Regions from separate parts of the Bicyclus anynana genome. Here region 2 is linked to region 1. The links are chromatin contacts, called in public Hi-C maps. All regions are on one chromosome and are shown on one strand. Each heading gives the region's core, a stretch centred on a gene start, on an enhancer-like site or on the middle of the called end of the contact. The rest is flanking DNA. Distances are from core to core; before and after follow the strand shown.

Region 1 (7,806 bases), core at 2,114-4,613:
GTCTTTCTTATAAATCTTGCGGCTCTCCCTGCATTGCGCGACAAACTTATGAATTAGAACAAGTTTAAAACTTCAACAGTTTATACTAAAAACAAAAAAGGGACACATCCATATTTAAAACATAACTTAATTACTACAAAAGGGGGTAATAGTAATAAATCTTAAAATGTAAAGGCTTGATGGCATGTTCTTTCTCGTTTCTGTTAAGTTGGAATTTTTTGCACTGTATCTGATCGGAATAAGATCCGAATCATTGACTAGTCTGAATTCTGATATGGAAAAGTAGGGTCTGGATCTATTTCACACTATGTCCGTGTCGGATTTTTATCATCATTTATCATTTTTCATGGTTACGGGGCTGTCTTTTTTTTTCATTCTTTTATAAGCGCTTGACTGCGATTTTATCTAATGGTAATGGTAATGCAATCTAAAATGAATTCGGGCTTACTTGGAAAAGGTACAAGTTTATGATAAGTAAGAAAACGAACAAACAAAGTAATACTAAGTCTCAAAATAAATATCATAATATCCAGGCTTGTCCCCGTTGTGGACAAATTAAAGCAGAATTATAAGAAATGTCGTAAAACATTGTTGCAATCTTTTTTGATAAAGTAATAATTTCATTATTAACGTAGAATTATCTAGATTTTTTTGAATATAAGCAAGTTGCTGGACGGTAAGGGTAGGCTGGACCGAGAATGGGCATTTCCCTTTGGCGATCAGCTGGCTGTAATTACTCTTGGTCCACTCCTTATAGTCCATCCATTTACGTCACTGTCGCCCTGGTGTCCTTTTTCCAACTATCTTGCCTATATATGCAAAGGATCCCAATATCAAATACCTACACAATCTTATTTTCATACTCCGACTCTGTTCTTGAACCTAAGACTTCATGAGCTCTAGCTAAACAGAAGTACTTGCTGTACTATTATATTTTCTGTCTAGGTAGTTCTACTTGTATTTTTTTGTTATAGACAACTAAATCTTCGTTTTCGACTGACTAGTCGTATCATAACAGATTACCTAATTGCTTACTGGCGCGTATTTACTAAGCCACGGTCGAAATATTACTAAAGTAGACCTTATAATTATGTTGATGAACTTCTAAATTGTTAGCTAAGAAAGTAAATTATCAAGATTTACGTTTACTTTCCAAGTTAGCCTTTGACTACAATTACATCCGATGAATATTGATGATGCAGTTTAAGATAGAAGCGGGCTAATTTGTTAAGAATAGGATGAACCTTTAAGTTTCTACACAACATAGTACGCTAAAAAGCTTGGTGGTACGCGGTAGCCTCCCACCACCCACAACTGGACCAATTAAGAAAACTTCAATCGGCCTAGCCGGGGATCGAAACCAGGACCTTCGGCTTGTAAATCCACCACTTTATACCAATACCACTGCGCCATGGAGGCCGATTTTCTTGATGAATTCTTCCAAACAAGTCCTGAAGTCGTTTGCTTCAAGCGATTCTCAGCAGCTCAATAAGGTCAAGTCGATTAATTCATAGATAATATAAATCCTTGAGCCGTGATAGCCCAGTGGATATGACCTCTGCCTCCGATTCCGGATGGTGTGGGTTCGAATCCGGTCCGGGGCATGCACCTTCAACTTTTTAGTAGTGTGCATTTTAAGAAATTAAATATCACGTGTCTCAAACGGTAAAGGAAAAACATCGTGAGGAAACCTACATACCAGAGAATTTTCTTAATTTTCTGCGTGTGTGTAGTCAGCCAATCCGCATTGGGCCAACGTGGTAGACTATCGGCCTAACCGCTCTCATTCTGAGAGGAGACTCGAGCTCAGCAGTGAGCCGAATGTGGGTTGATAATGATGATGATGATGATAAATCCTTAATTGACCCGTTTCGTTTATAATGTAGCATTCCTAATAGTGCCGGTAGAGTTGCAACAAATATATATTATTTCTAGTTTTCTATACGTCCGTGGTTCAGTTACACACGGATAGCAACAGGTATGGCTGCACGCGAAACAACAATATACTACGCTCACAGTGTATTGGTGTTTGATGTTTTATAAAAAATAGGTTGTCTGTAAAGTCGGTTTACTGACGATAGTTGAGCGTGACAACGTCATAAGAAAATACTGATGGAATGGTTACATTTTTGAAAAGAAAATGTTCGTTTTTCTAAAATACTGTTTAATAATCTTCAGACCAGAATATACTTTATTTCTTGTAAAAAAAAGTTGGCAACCTTAGAGCGAGGGAACGACGCACGACGTCAACTTTTTTCAAATGTGCATTAATCTAATGGTGGTAATAATAGTCGAAAACTTAAAATTAAAGTTACGAAGGTTCCAAAATCGCCTTGGACCGAGAACAGACCACAACAAACTCAGCTCAACTCATATAACATGTTGACATGTCAAACCGTATTGTAACAAAAACAAAACTTGAACAACATACATCCTAAGTCTCTAGGAACTTGACTAATATTGTGCAAATCTTACGCCCCAGCTCTTTATGAGACACTAGCTGACGCCGCGCGGTTTTACCCGCGTGGTTTCCTTTCCCGTAGGAATACGGGGATAAAAGATAGCCTATAGCCTTCCTCAATAAATGGGCTATCTAATACAGAAAGAATTTTTCAAATCGGAGCAGTAGTTCCTGAGATTAGCGCGTTCAATCAAACAAAAAAACTCTTCAGCTTTATATATATATATAATATTAGAATAGATTTTATCTGCTTAAAGTTACAAAGGAACATCCTACTTAATTAGGTTAGTTATATTTTTTTATTTTTTTATTATTTTTATTTTCAATGCTGCTGTAATTAATATTTTGAGGACCTGATTTTTGTAAAATATTGCGAATTAAATTACCATTGTATTATGATACTATTTTTATAAATAATGTTTTATTTGTTTTGTAGACGAAGGTTTTACATACGTTAATTATTTATTCTTTCATTAAGATTACCCGATTTAATAAAAATGTCCTAAAAAATGCTGAAGTGGCAATGGGCGGGGTACATAGTTCGAAGAGCCGATGGACGTTGGGGTCCCACGGTCCCAAGGAATGGCGACCCCGCACTAGAAAGCGGCGGTTGCACTAGAATTCGCTGGATACAGGCGGCTTAGGATCGTGATGTTTGGAAGTCCCTGCAAAACGCCTATGACCTGCAGTGGACGTCCATCGGCTGATATGATGATGATTATGGTGACAACCAACAATATAACAAATATAAAATAAACAAATGCAATAAAACGTCATAGGAATAAATAACTTTCTTTCGCAAAGCCGGTTAAAAATGTCGGTCAATGTGCCAATGTATCGAGGCAGGATCATACCGGCCGGCCGTATAAAAACTGCAACCCGCAACAATGTTGCGATCCGGTCGCGAGCCAACAGCGCGCGGAAAATGTTGCCACTTTTAAAGTTGGTCAAAGACAACACTTAAGGCCTTTTTGTAGCGATACAAACGCGAAGCTAAAGCGCGTGTGTATTAATACAAACGACAACAATCTACTCTATCTATATTTATAATAAATCTGTAGAGTGGTCAATTCTGTATATGCAATATATTTCCAAAATAACTATCAGGGGGTGATTAGTGATCGATACTGATGCCAAAAATGGAATCAGTAAAACTTTTGTCTGTCTGTCTGTCTGACTGTATGTTCTTTATAGAAACAAAAACTACTCGACGGATTTTAACGAAACTTAGTAGGTACAATTATTCTTTATACTCCTGGGCAGGTTTTAGTATACTTTTCATCACGCTACAATCTAGGAGCAGAGTAGTGAAGGGAAATGTTGGGAAAACGGGAGAAGTTACTCCATTTTTTAAGCTTCCGTCGCGTGGTAGGGTAGGGGTATGGTAGGATTAGGGTAGGGGTAGGGTAGGGGTATGGTAGGAGTAGGGTAGGGCAGGGCTTTGGTAGGGTTAGGGTAGGAGTAAAATTAGGGGTAAGGTAGGGGTGGGGTTGGGTCCCTACTCATCCCCTGGTAGAGTAGCTTTAGAGTGGGAGTAGGGTAGGGTAGTAGTAGTAGTAGTAGTGTTTCACGCGGACGAAGTCGCGGGCGTCCGCTAGTATAGAATAAAAGCGTGCCATCGACGCACGTTTCTAAAACGCGCGTCAACGGAGCGTTTAAAAAACGTGGTGTGCACAGGCCTTTAGTAGAAGGGTCCACTATTATACATATCAGCTTTTTATAGCCTAGCCAAACATAGATACAGAACAGTGTCGCCAAATATCCTTGACTTTTAAAAATGTAGAGACCCAAATTAATTATGAGTAAAAAAGTATCATGCACTTTAATTTTTTTTAGTTTCAGTTATGCTTTGTATTCGTAATGATATGACTGGCTACTTATAATATTGTAAGTCAATGATAAACTAAAAAAGAAAAAACCTGGCTGAACTCAGCCAGTGAGCAAGACCAAGGCGCTATAATCGTCACTATAATTTTAAGTTTTCGACTAATTAATCATCACTAATTGCCTCAACAGCTCAACAGGTTCGATTCTCGCCCCATTGATCTACTGTCGTACCCATTCCTAATACAATTTAATAATAATATTTTTTTAAAGAAAAAAAAACCTAATAATCGACCTCACCGAACCTGACGTTTCGAAAGTGCTTGCAAACTATAAACATTGTCGTGCACTTCATAGACGCGAATATTCATTGCCTACCCTCTGAAGCTACATTACGAAGCTGTTTTGAAGAAGGAATTTTCCATTTTGTACATTTATGGTGCAGTCCCTACTCTGGTTAAAAACTGTGTGCACGCCACTTAAATGAATACATTTTGGCTTAGGTCAGTTAGCCATTGTGGCTTTGGATCATGAGTTCCTGTTTACGAATCCTCAACTATGAAATACTCAACATTTCTTTCTTCCAATAAATTAACAATCACAGCCCATAGCTGGGAAGTTTTTAGTTACACCCTCACCTCCTTATCTCAGAAATTAAATTGAGCAATCACTCCCAATCATTATAATTAATATATTAATTATTATTCTGTCAGTGATCGATCAATCCAGCCATTGACAAGCTTGCCATCCCGCTTTTGTGTAGAGGAGTCCAAATCCAAATCGGCTTTCCTACAAGAAATGTCCTGCCCTTCGTTGGGCCTGATTAAAATAGGGTGCTAATGATATATTAGTAAGAGCATGTTATTAAGATATGTCAGTCAGTCAGTTTTTCGTTACAAGTCCATGAAAAGAGATAATAAATTAAGCATTATCACATTGAAGAAATCCAAAGTATCCGATATTACTAATATAATATTCATTAAGATTTTTGATTACGTTTTTGGCGCAGCTGTGACTTTAGAAAAATTTGAAGAAAAAACACATTTTCAACATTGCGTGCGTCGTGCCAGTCTTTAAGTTTACATTACAGAGTAATGAGACGTGTTTGACCATAAATGAAATGAAACGTTTTCGCTGTGGAAGATTCAAAGTTTGTCGCTACAGCTGAATTAAAAATGCACGTTTTTGTCAGCTCCAATACGGTAAATCACTGCCATTTTTAGTACCACCGCGCGTTTCCTACGGCGTTCTGCGGTGAAACTTCATCGTCGCCTTATAAGCGTTGACAGATGATTTATGCTCTGTCTAAACGACACTTTTTTATTTACCTAAAAAAGCTGATACGTGAGCGACATTCACGGCCTCAAATATGGCGGTTGCACTCGTCATTGCAATCAGAAGAACCAGTGGTATGCCTTCTTGCCCTTTAGAGTGCGGGAACAACAAACCGAGCGTCGTCATTGGCTCGGCAAAACTCTTTATACGTTCTTGTGCTAATCATTGCGACGAATTTTACACTGACAGTAATGAATCGCTTTTAATCAATGCATACCGATCGAGCAACTTGCGAAAAACTTGGAATGTCCTCTTTTAATATTGATCAAATATTTCAATTGCGTGTAAGAAATGTGAATATTTTCTACTTTGAGTAGATGCGATAAAGTCAATTCCTGCGGTGTGAAGTAGATACCTACATTGGCGTTTTCAGATAAGTGCGTTTCTTGCGGCAGTCTGCGATTAACAGACACTAACAGTAATGGATTGTATTTATTTTTTAATTATCACAACTTCATTTAACCACATAGAGACTACAAGATACACATATAATATTGTTATGTTATGTGTGTATCTTAAACAGTTGTTTCAAAAGGCTCCTTATGTGTTCATAAGAACTGAACTGAAGACTTTTGAAACAACTTTTAGAACACCTAAATGAAGGTGTCGTCGTCGTCATCAACCTATATTCGGCTCACTGCTGGGCTCGAGTCTCCTCTCAAAATGAGAGGGGTAAGGTATATAGTCGACCACGCTGGCTCAATGCGGATTGGCAGATTTCACACACGCAGAGAATTAAGAAAATTCTCAGGTATGCAGGTTTTTTCCTCACGATGTTTTCCTTCATCGATTGAGACACGTGATATTTAATTTCTTAAAATACACACAACTGAAAAGTTGGAGGTGCATGCCCCGGACCGGATTTGAACCCACACCCGGAATCGGAGGCAGAGGTCATATCCACTGGGCTATCACGGCTCTCTGAAGGTGTAAACAACCATATTTACTACTAGAGATAGGGCACTAGCGCATCAGAATTGAGGCGGGCAAATGTGTTTAATTGTCTTTATTTATGTACCTAGTGGCTTATTAAGCAACGAAAGTTATTTAAAAACATAATACCTAAATGTTGTCTACAATGTCGAGTTGTGTGTTTAGGAAGTGTAAAAACTACATAAAGATAAGCACAAAATTGTGTATGGGTGCGCTCACTGGAGTTCGTAAATTCGGATCTTTTTTGGCAGTGATATTGTAGGCACGTAACATATCTATAGCATAAAATAATCATTGGGTGTATACAAGTTTACAGCTTATTACCTCTCATTCCGTTAAATCCTTATTTGACTGGAGTATGTGAATTTAAACTGACAATTTAATGAGTCAAGTTTAACCAGCCCTTAAATGATAAACAAAAAAACTGTTTAACTAAAAAGGTCACCAGTCTTTTGACAGTGTAACACTAATAAAGATATAATTTAATTCAAATATCGCAGAGCTGAGCATATTTTTTTCCCGAACTGGTCGACATCTCGTTGGGTTTTATTTGTCTATCAAATTAGAATGTCCGCTTTTTGTTAGGTTGGTAGTTGACACCATATAGTTCCGATAATTTCATAAATCAAGCCCTTAAATGATGAACAAAAACTGTAACCCGTCTGCAGTTAAGCTAAAAAGTTTATAAACAAGCCTTCTGGCAGTTCATACTAATAATGTTATAATTAAATTCAAATTCCATGGTCGTGCATATTTTTACTGACACGGACGACATCTCGTTGGATTTTATTTGTCTATCAAATTAGAACGTTTGCTTTTTGTTAGGTTGGTAGTTGACACCATATAGTTCCGACAATTTCATAAATCAAGCCCTTAATGATAAACAAAAATGTTTAACCCGGCTACAGTTGAACTAAAAAGTTTATAAACCAGTCTTCTGGCAGTTTCATACCAATAATGTTGAATAATGTAATTGAATTAAAATTCCATGGTCGTGCATATTTTTACTGACACGGACGACATCTCGTTGGATTTTATTTGTCTATCAAATTAGAATGTTTGCTTTTTGTAGTGAATTCAATACATGGCACGGCATATGCATCGAATTAAAATGTTAATAATATGAAAATGAACGAAGGATTCTTTGTAACTTTTTAGTTTAACCAAAGTCGGGTTACAGTTTTATAAACTTCTTTTTGTTTTAAATCTTTCATTTTTGACAACGAGAGGCTGTTATCCGGACAGACATTCGT
Region 2 (7,806 bases), core at 3,525-6,024, 150 kb after region 1:
TAGGGCTGCTTATTAGACCAATACGCATAGGCTTTACGATCCAGCGCTATGAGATATGTAACGAAGAGAAATAGACATATTATCGAGGAATGGTAGCGACATCGAAAATATCGTTTTCTCTTTCGTCCCACCACAAAGTGACATTTTCAATTGAGCCGCTATTGGTCCACAATACGTCTCTCTCTACACGAAATATACCGTTGATGCATCATAGGCCTAGTGAAGTGTAATAACGTCAACACGGAGCTGTTACAATATATGTTAAAATTATAAAAAAAAATATATCAGAATAAATGAAAATTCTTAACACTAGCAAAAGACTTTTTAAACCACAATAAATCAGTAACGCTAGCAGATTGACGAATGAACATTTCATTCATTGGCCAGTCATTTCTTTATCTGCCTTATGAATTATTCGCTATGCAATTTGACGCTTTTAAATCAAAACCATTTTTAACCGACTTCTGTAGGTATTTAAACTTTTTAAAAACAATATTTTTTTTTAATAAAAGCGTCAAATTACTGAAGAATGTTTGGTGGTGATTTATCATTAACACTATCTCTCGTTACGGAATCTCTTGAATATTTGGAATTAGTTTTCTTGGCAAAGGAATCTAAGCCAGTGATTCTTTGGACATAGAATCAGTGTTAGGTTTTATTTAACTTATTTTATAACATTATGAGTGGGAAGACATTCGTCGTCATCAACCCATATTCGGCTCACTGCTGAGCTCGAGTCTCCTCTCAGAATGAGAGGGGTTAGGCCAATAGTCTACCACGCTAGCCCAATCCGGATTGGCAGACTTCACACACGCAGAGAATTAAGATAATTCTCTGGTATGCAGGTTTCCTCACGATGTTTTCCTTCACCGATTAAGACACATGATATTTAATTTTTTAAAAGCCCTTTGTTAATATTATTATTAAGCTAATCTCACCTGATGGACTAGATTACCGGGATTATACCTAAATTTCTTTCATTTGTAACATCTGATAATGATAAAATCAAATATTTACACTTGAAGTCCGCCACCCCACGTTAACGTCCGTTTATATATACAGACACAGTGCGTCACAGACAAGTAGAGTGGCAGACACCCACAGAAACCATCTATTTACACTGCCCAGCAAGGTAGATAGAGACACAGTCCTTTTCATGAAAGAAGTCCCCAGACGCGGCTCTATTGTGTTAATGGCGCTCACTGTCATTTGGTAATGACGGTCTTATTGTCATTTGTGGAAGGCGTAGTCAATTTTATTTCAGGTTCATAAAAAGGACTCTACAGACATGAACCGCACAGAAAATATTCTTTCCGCGAATACTGGCCGGGCGCGGCTCGTGTCTTCGTGTCTGTCAACGTCTGTGCGTAACACTGTATGTAAGAATATTATTTTGTCTGCCACGGCACGTGTCTGGCACGCTAAATGTCTGTAGATATAAACGGACCTTTATTAGTGTTTTTATGATCTCAAGGCTTGCGTTTGAATCATGACTGATGGAAAGCAGTGATGAGGTATTACATCACGCTTGCCTTGCCTTAAAGATATTTCAATAATATAGGTGAAGGGAAAAGGGCATTTTTTTATGCATGTGTGGTGGTTAAAGCAGATAGATATACTGTACTATAGTTTGATACTAAGGTGATATTTTAAGTAGGTAAGAGTATCTGAAGTAACAGTACTTAAGGATTTATTGCGGGGTTGTGAAGAGTTATTCAGCTTAATCTCTAGGGAAAGCTAAAAGGCTCTTATGTTCTGTGCAGTACACCACATACTACATGTATTATTATAATCTATTAAGCTATACCTATTTTATACGTTTACTTGAAACTTTAATGCTTGTTAAGGGTAGAATTTTGAAAACTCATCTTTTATATTTAACTAATAATTATTTACCATTTTAAAAATAAACGATTTATACTTTAAAAAATATTTAGTGGTAAAATTAAAAAAACTTATTTATTAAATTTCATTATTAGTTAGTACCTACCTACACCTACATACTATTAATTATAAACAAAAATTAAAAAGTTGCACCGTTTTTTTTTTCAACCATTATATGACGCCAAGAATACAAACACGTTTTTCTAGCGAAATTTATTATTTCGCTAGAAAAACGAAAAAATTAGATACAGAATACAGTACAATAAAACACCACCAAACAATATCAAAAATATGTACAATTAAAAAGAAATACGGCAATTATGTTATTTATTATAAAATCAAAAGGCAAAAAGTATTGAGATGGTTCAGGACGAGTTTCATAAAACGACCTATTGTTAAGAGGTTCAAGTCAGCAAAAATAAATTTTTGTTCTCCACGATTGAACATCACATTAAGTATATAAAATATTCCTTATTATAAAGTGTTTATTGTTTGTTTGTCTTTATGTCGTAACAAAATTAATGTTTAAGTACTTTGATATTTAATAAGACGGCTGCAGTGGATGATAATTATATAAAAGGTGCATGAGTTAATTGGTAAAATTTTAGTTTAATTTTAGATTACTAATACCATTACTTTTTTATAATAATGTAAAAAAACAATATCGAAAATGTATTATGTCGAATTTAAATTAATATAAGTTCCCACTGAATAAAAAAAAATGATTTTGAAACACTTTTTTGACAAACATCGAGTTAAACACACTGTAATATTGTGATAGATATCTGCCGTAGGCTGCTTTATTAACCCGCAGCAGCATCATCTCAGTGTAGCGAGTTCAGTGTGCCTAGTGGGAGTTTTCAATATTTTCATATTGTTACTATCGCGTTAACGTAAACGCGAATTTATATGGAATTGAAACAGTTGTGCACTAGTGCCACTAGATGGCGCTGTTTTAATTCCTTAGAAATGCGCGTTTACGTTAACGTGATCGTCACGGTATCAAACTGCCACTAGGCCCTCAGAAGTCTCTGCCAGACTATATTTCAAGGGCAAGAAAAACTTAGAGAAAACGAAAACTTTTAGGGAGAGTTAATAGATTTAGTGCGTGAGATTTGGGCATTGGCATAGAGACATTAGGATCGAATTGGTGAGATTAGTTGTCACCCCCGTGATCGTGGCTGGAGTCCACGTCCGGGCGATTTAAAATCGGTAGATCGATACAGAATAATTATTACGTATTATTTTTTTAATTAGGAGCGTTAGCGTTTGTATAAAGAGAAACGAAAGAGATCGTTACATGGCTAGAAGTGATGTGGTCATCTGTAGGGATGCCCACGTTCAAATAATGACATCATTTTCATTATTTTCAGAGCCTCCCTACGTATAGAGGGGGGAGGGGGGAGGGGGAAAGGATTGGTTTGGTTTATTACTAACTTCTTGTAAGAAGCTCAATATTGTACGATCCAGGAGTCGAACCAAGCACCTCCTGATCTGTAGCTACATACTAATCACTAATCAAAAATAATGTAAGCTTTTCAATGTTCTACCTTTTCTTATTATTACTTTAGTTTTGAGGTAAAACGCTTTTGTAACACGGTATGCGGGTTACTAAGTCGGTGCTAAAGTATGGTGATACGGTAACACTCTCATAGGTAACTCGAGACCGGACCACAGAATATGTAACTTTGAGGCAAACATTGCAACAACCGTCTATCGCTCTCTCGGAGGAAAGCGAAGGCCGCAACCTGCTTCAATAATAGCTTGTACTCGTATAGAGCAATGAAATCTTTGACATATACTATTCGCCATTTTTATTTTTCTCATAACTCAGAATACAGAAAACTTCAGAAGGTGTGATCGCGCATAGAAATGAAGCCGTTGAAATTACTCTTTTTTGGTAATTTCACGAACAAGCGATTAGTCACTTTGGTAAATTAGTTAAATCATCACTAATGTAGACAGGTGTTTATGCAATTTTGGAGAATAAATATGCTATGCTTGAAAAGCTGGTTTTTTTTTCATAAAAAAATCATAATATGTTTTGTATAGGCTAGATTAGTAGCTAGATAGCTATTGTCTAAATATTGTTCGAAATTATTTAACTATTTATGACCATCTCAATGCTTTTTGAGTCACACTACTAGAAATCACTTTCGCATAGCATTTTAACGCTAAACATAAATTAAAAATTCAATTAAGTAATTAAAAATAATAATATTGTATTAATTAAACTTAACTTAACTTTACATTTGCAATGCATGCGTATGTCTTTAATAAAACTCGGCTATAATCGTGAATTAAAACTTTGAAAACCAGCTAAGGGCGTGAGCCACGTTAGTGTAGGGTTCCGTAGAAAGGTACTCGTAATTATAAATTGGTTATTAGATAACAAAAACAACAGTAAAGTAGTATGGACATACTAAAGTGACTAGCAAAAACCACCTTCAATCTAAGGCATGAAATATTTCTTATTTCACAAGTTTGGTCACAATAAAGTCGTGGTATTACGTGGCAGAACAGGTATTAACAATCCCAAATTGCACTATTATATTACCAACATTGTGTATTAAATGAATGGAAAAATAATTTTTATCTAAAATCGAGGTAACTCTAAAAAATGTTAAACAAATAAAAAATGGTGTTTTTTTTTGTCGACATGCAACGAAACGTCGATATGTATATTGTATAATTATGCTAAATTGCAACTTATTAATATGATGCAAAGAGCGTTTAAATTAAACTACGGACCGACGTACCTACTTAAAAGACAAAAAAGAAACCCTCTTTTATTTTTTTCTACGGAACCCTAAAATGGCAGCTTGGAACGTTGGTATTTTATGTACGTCGAGCTCAAACGTTAATTAGTGACGAGTTTTATTCATACAAAAAATCCCAATCAAGTTATAAAGCACAGACTAAAAGGAAAACATAGCAGGAAGAGAATTGTTCTGTCCATAATATAAAACTGCGGGTTTTTATTAACGATTTCCATGCTTGTCAAAATGATATTTACGGGCCTCATCTTTGAATAAGTTTTTCGAGTTCTAGAATGTTCCAGAGGATATATTATATACAGAGCCTGCATTAAACATTTTAGGAAGGATAACAAACTTTCAGCCTATATTTTTTTTTATTTAAAGACAAGTTAGCCATGCGATCTCAGCTGATGTGAAGTGACAATGCACTAAGGTGTAAGAGGGCTAACTTGGAAGAGGTACAACTTTATTCATACCATACCTCTAACGGTTTCTAAGGGTAAACTATAAAACGTATCTTTTTTATATTTTCTTCGGTATAATATGAGAAATCATGTCCCCAAAAGTGGCAATGTTGCCACGATACTAAAGATCTGGCGATTTGAGAAATGATTCCTCATAACAAATTACCGGTGAATAAAATAAACAAATTATGTTTCAAATTTAGACAATTCAGCATCTGGAACCTTGAAACCTTCTAAAGCTACTGTGGTCCAAAGTCCATAACTTCTATACTAGACTGACGAAATTTTAGCTATCCTAAAATGTGGCTCTCGATCCAATAGAAGTTACCGCTCTCAAAAGTTACCGACTCAATGAGCATGTTTTTAGGAACTCCGTCTATGCTTTCACCATTAGTCTGTCTTTTAATTTTTTTTCTTATAAAATTAGTCATGGGCTTTTAGACATAAAGTGTACAGACAGGCGTTTGAAAACCCCGTTAGAGTGTAAAACTAAAGGAGTGTTAGCAGAACGGAAACATATTTTTAAATTATCATTTGCCTGTGACTGGTTAGCAACGATGTTTTAGTAAACATGTTTCTATATTACTTATACACACACTGAAATAACTTAACAATGCGTTTCTGCTTTACTAACATTCATTTAGTTTACACACACAAACGCGTTAGTTCTGTCACTTTACTGTATTTAAAGCCTCTGCGAAAAACTTAAAATAGTAAACTCGTTATGAACTGTCTCTTCGATAAATAAATCAATAGAGACAGGATTATGCAACGCACCGGAACAGTTATCGGTAAACGGATATTTGCTGAAGTGGTGTGAACAGTTACATAATTTATACTTTAATAAGAAAACTCATAAAAGGAATCGGGTTCAAGCATTAGAAGAATGCCGAAGTAAATATTTAATTTTCAGGTTTTTATTTTATGGTAGAATAGACTTTTAAGAAACATAAAACCCTTAAATATAGTTTAATATCAAACATTTGTTAGCTCGGTAAAGCTTATGAACAAAGTACAATGCGTTGAAAAAATTAACGTTACTTATTGATACATTTATTTTATTGTTACGTACCCTTCATCACTAAGTGACTTCATATGGTAAGTGACAAATAGAAATGATTTATTACCCGACGAGACCGTTCATAACGAGGTTACTAAAAAAGATTCGTTGTCCTTCGCCAGCGCTTACCTTCGTCAATCTTCCGTGACGCCTCCTCCAGATCGCTGCCCGCGTAGTTGAGGATGACTAGCACGAGGGGCATCATCTCCCACGAATAGTGGAATTTTTCTAGGAGCTTATGACAGTTTTCAACTAGGGTCTCCAGTGACACCGCTGAAAAGAAAGAAAAGAATTTATGTTACAAAGTGTTATCAAAAAAAAAAATTGAGCATATTGTATTCGCGAACCGAAAAGAAAATACTTTCTGTCCTGTGAAGTGATTGGGGTCAATATTACTGAAGGAAATCCCGGTATCTATCAAAATTTTTAATTTTAATTGTTTTTAGGATATATACCCCTACTAAAGTAACTTAGTAATGTACCCTTAACATTACAAAGTTACTTTAGTTAGTATAAGATATATGGAGTATTCTTTTCTTCCCAGATATTCTTAGTAGAAAAATATCCGCAGCCCGCAGTTGGGGAATTGGTTAATTAAACACATCAAACATCTGACAGTGACCGTTCGCAAAATCAGTCATTATCACTAGCATACGAGTTAATGATCACTGTAGTCTTACAGTGATCATAAACCTCAATAGCTCAACGGTAAAACAGTTGAACTCATCAACAAGGGGTGGAGGTTCGTTACCCACGCCGTTGGACTATTGTCGTACCCACTCCTAATGCAGTCTTTCCCGACTAGTTGGAGGGAAATGGAAATATCGGTCATATTTAATAAGATATCGCAAATATTCATTTCTTTTAAATAAAAATCGCCAACATTTTGGAGTACCTACCTAACGGATTGGGTCTAAACTCTAAATCCCTACTTTCGCTCCTTAAAAGTAGGCTGATAATGAATAAGTCACACAGCGGGCGTTGGAACGAAATAAGTTAGGAGTATCTCTGCGTGATCGAATCAGAAATGAGGAGATCCGCAGAAGAACCAAAGTCACCGACATAGCCAACAAGTCGCGAAGCTGAAGTGGCAATAGGCGATGCACATAGTTCGAAGAGCCGATAGACGTTAGGGTTCCAAGGCAATGGCAATTCTGCACTAGAAAGCGCAGTGTTGGTCGACCCCTTCTCAGGTGGACTGACGACATCAACCGAGTCGCAAGGATTCGCTGGATGCAGGCGACTCAGAATCGTGATGTTTGGAAGTCCCTACAAAAGGCCTATGTCCTGCAGTGGACGTCCATCGGCTGATACGATGATGATTTAAATAAGTAGTGTTATTCTTATCACGAAACCGCAATGGAATACTTCTAAATGAATATTCAAGTGCTATACCACGAAACGGAAGTCTATAGTTCGGCGAACAAAAGTGTTATTGTTCTTAGAACTCGTACTTATTTTAGTTTCTTTGTTTATAAATGTCGCTCTGTTATTAACAAAGCAGACACTTTGGTCGGAATATAAATAAAGCTAACCCGACACTGCAATTAAATATAAATATTTGTTTTGAGCAATCTTCTCATAAGAAGCAGTTGAATTAAATACCAAACATAGCGCTGTAAGGCGTGATGTGACACCT

Evidence for each region. Hi-C and Micro-C count contacts between places; a contact is called where the count stands out from the background.
Region 2: a Hi-C map of whole larva shows a contact between it and region 1, with 2.2 times the contacts expected there. The contact joins two enhancer-like sites.

The regions. Positions count from the first base shown.
Region 1 is chr21:7,524,203-7,532,008 of ilBicAnyn1.1, forward strand. No RefSeq gene overlaps it. Among protein-coding and RNA genes, the nearest start is that of LOC112058384, 29 kb to the left of the region's middle. Within about 2 kb of position 3,364, at least 6 of the 8 cell types and tissues checked have open chromatin away from gene starts, as enhancers often do.
Region 2 is chr21:7,677,532-7,685,337 of ilBicAnyn1.1, forward strand. LOC112058347 (protein doublesex) reads right to left here. Exons shown (of 5, transcript XR_008251952.1): 2 at 6,297-6,440. Among protein-coding and RNA genes, the nearest start is that of LOC112058347, 82 kb to the right of the region's middle. Within about 2 kb of position 4,775, at least 2 of the 8 cell types and tissues checked have open chromatin away from gene starts, as enhancers often do.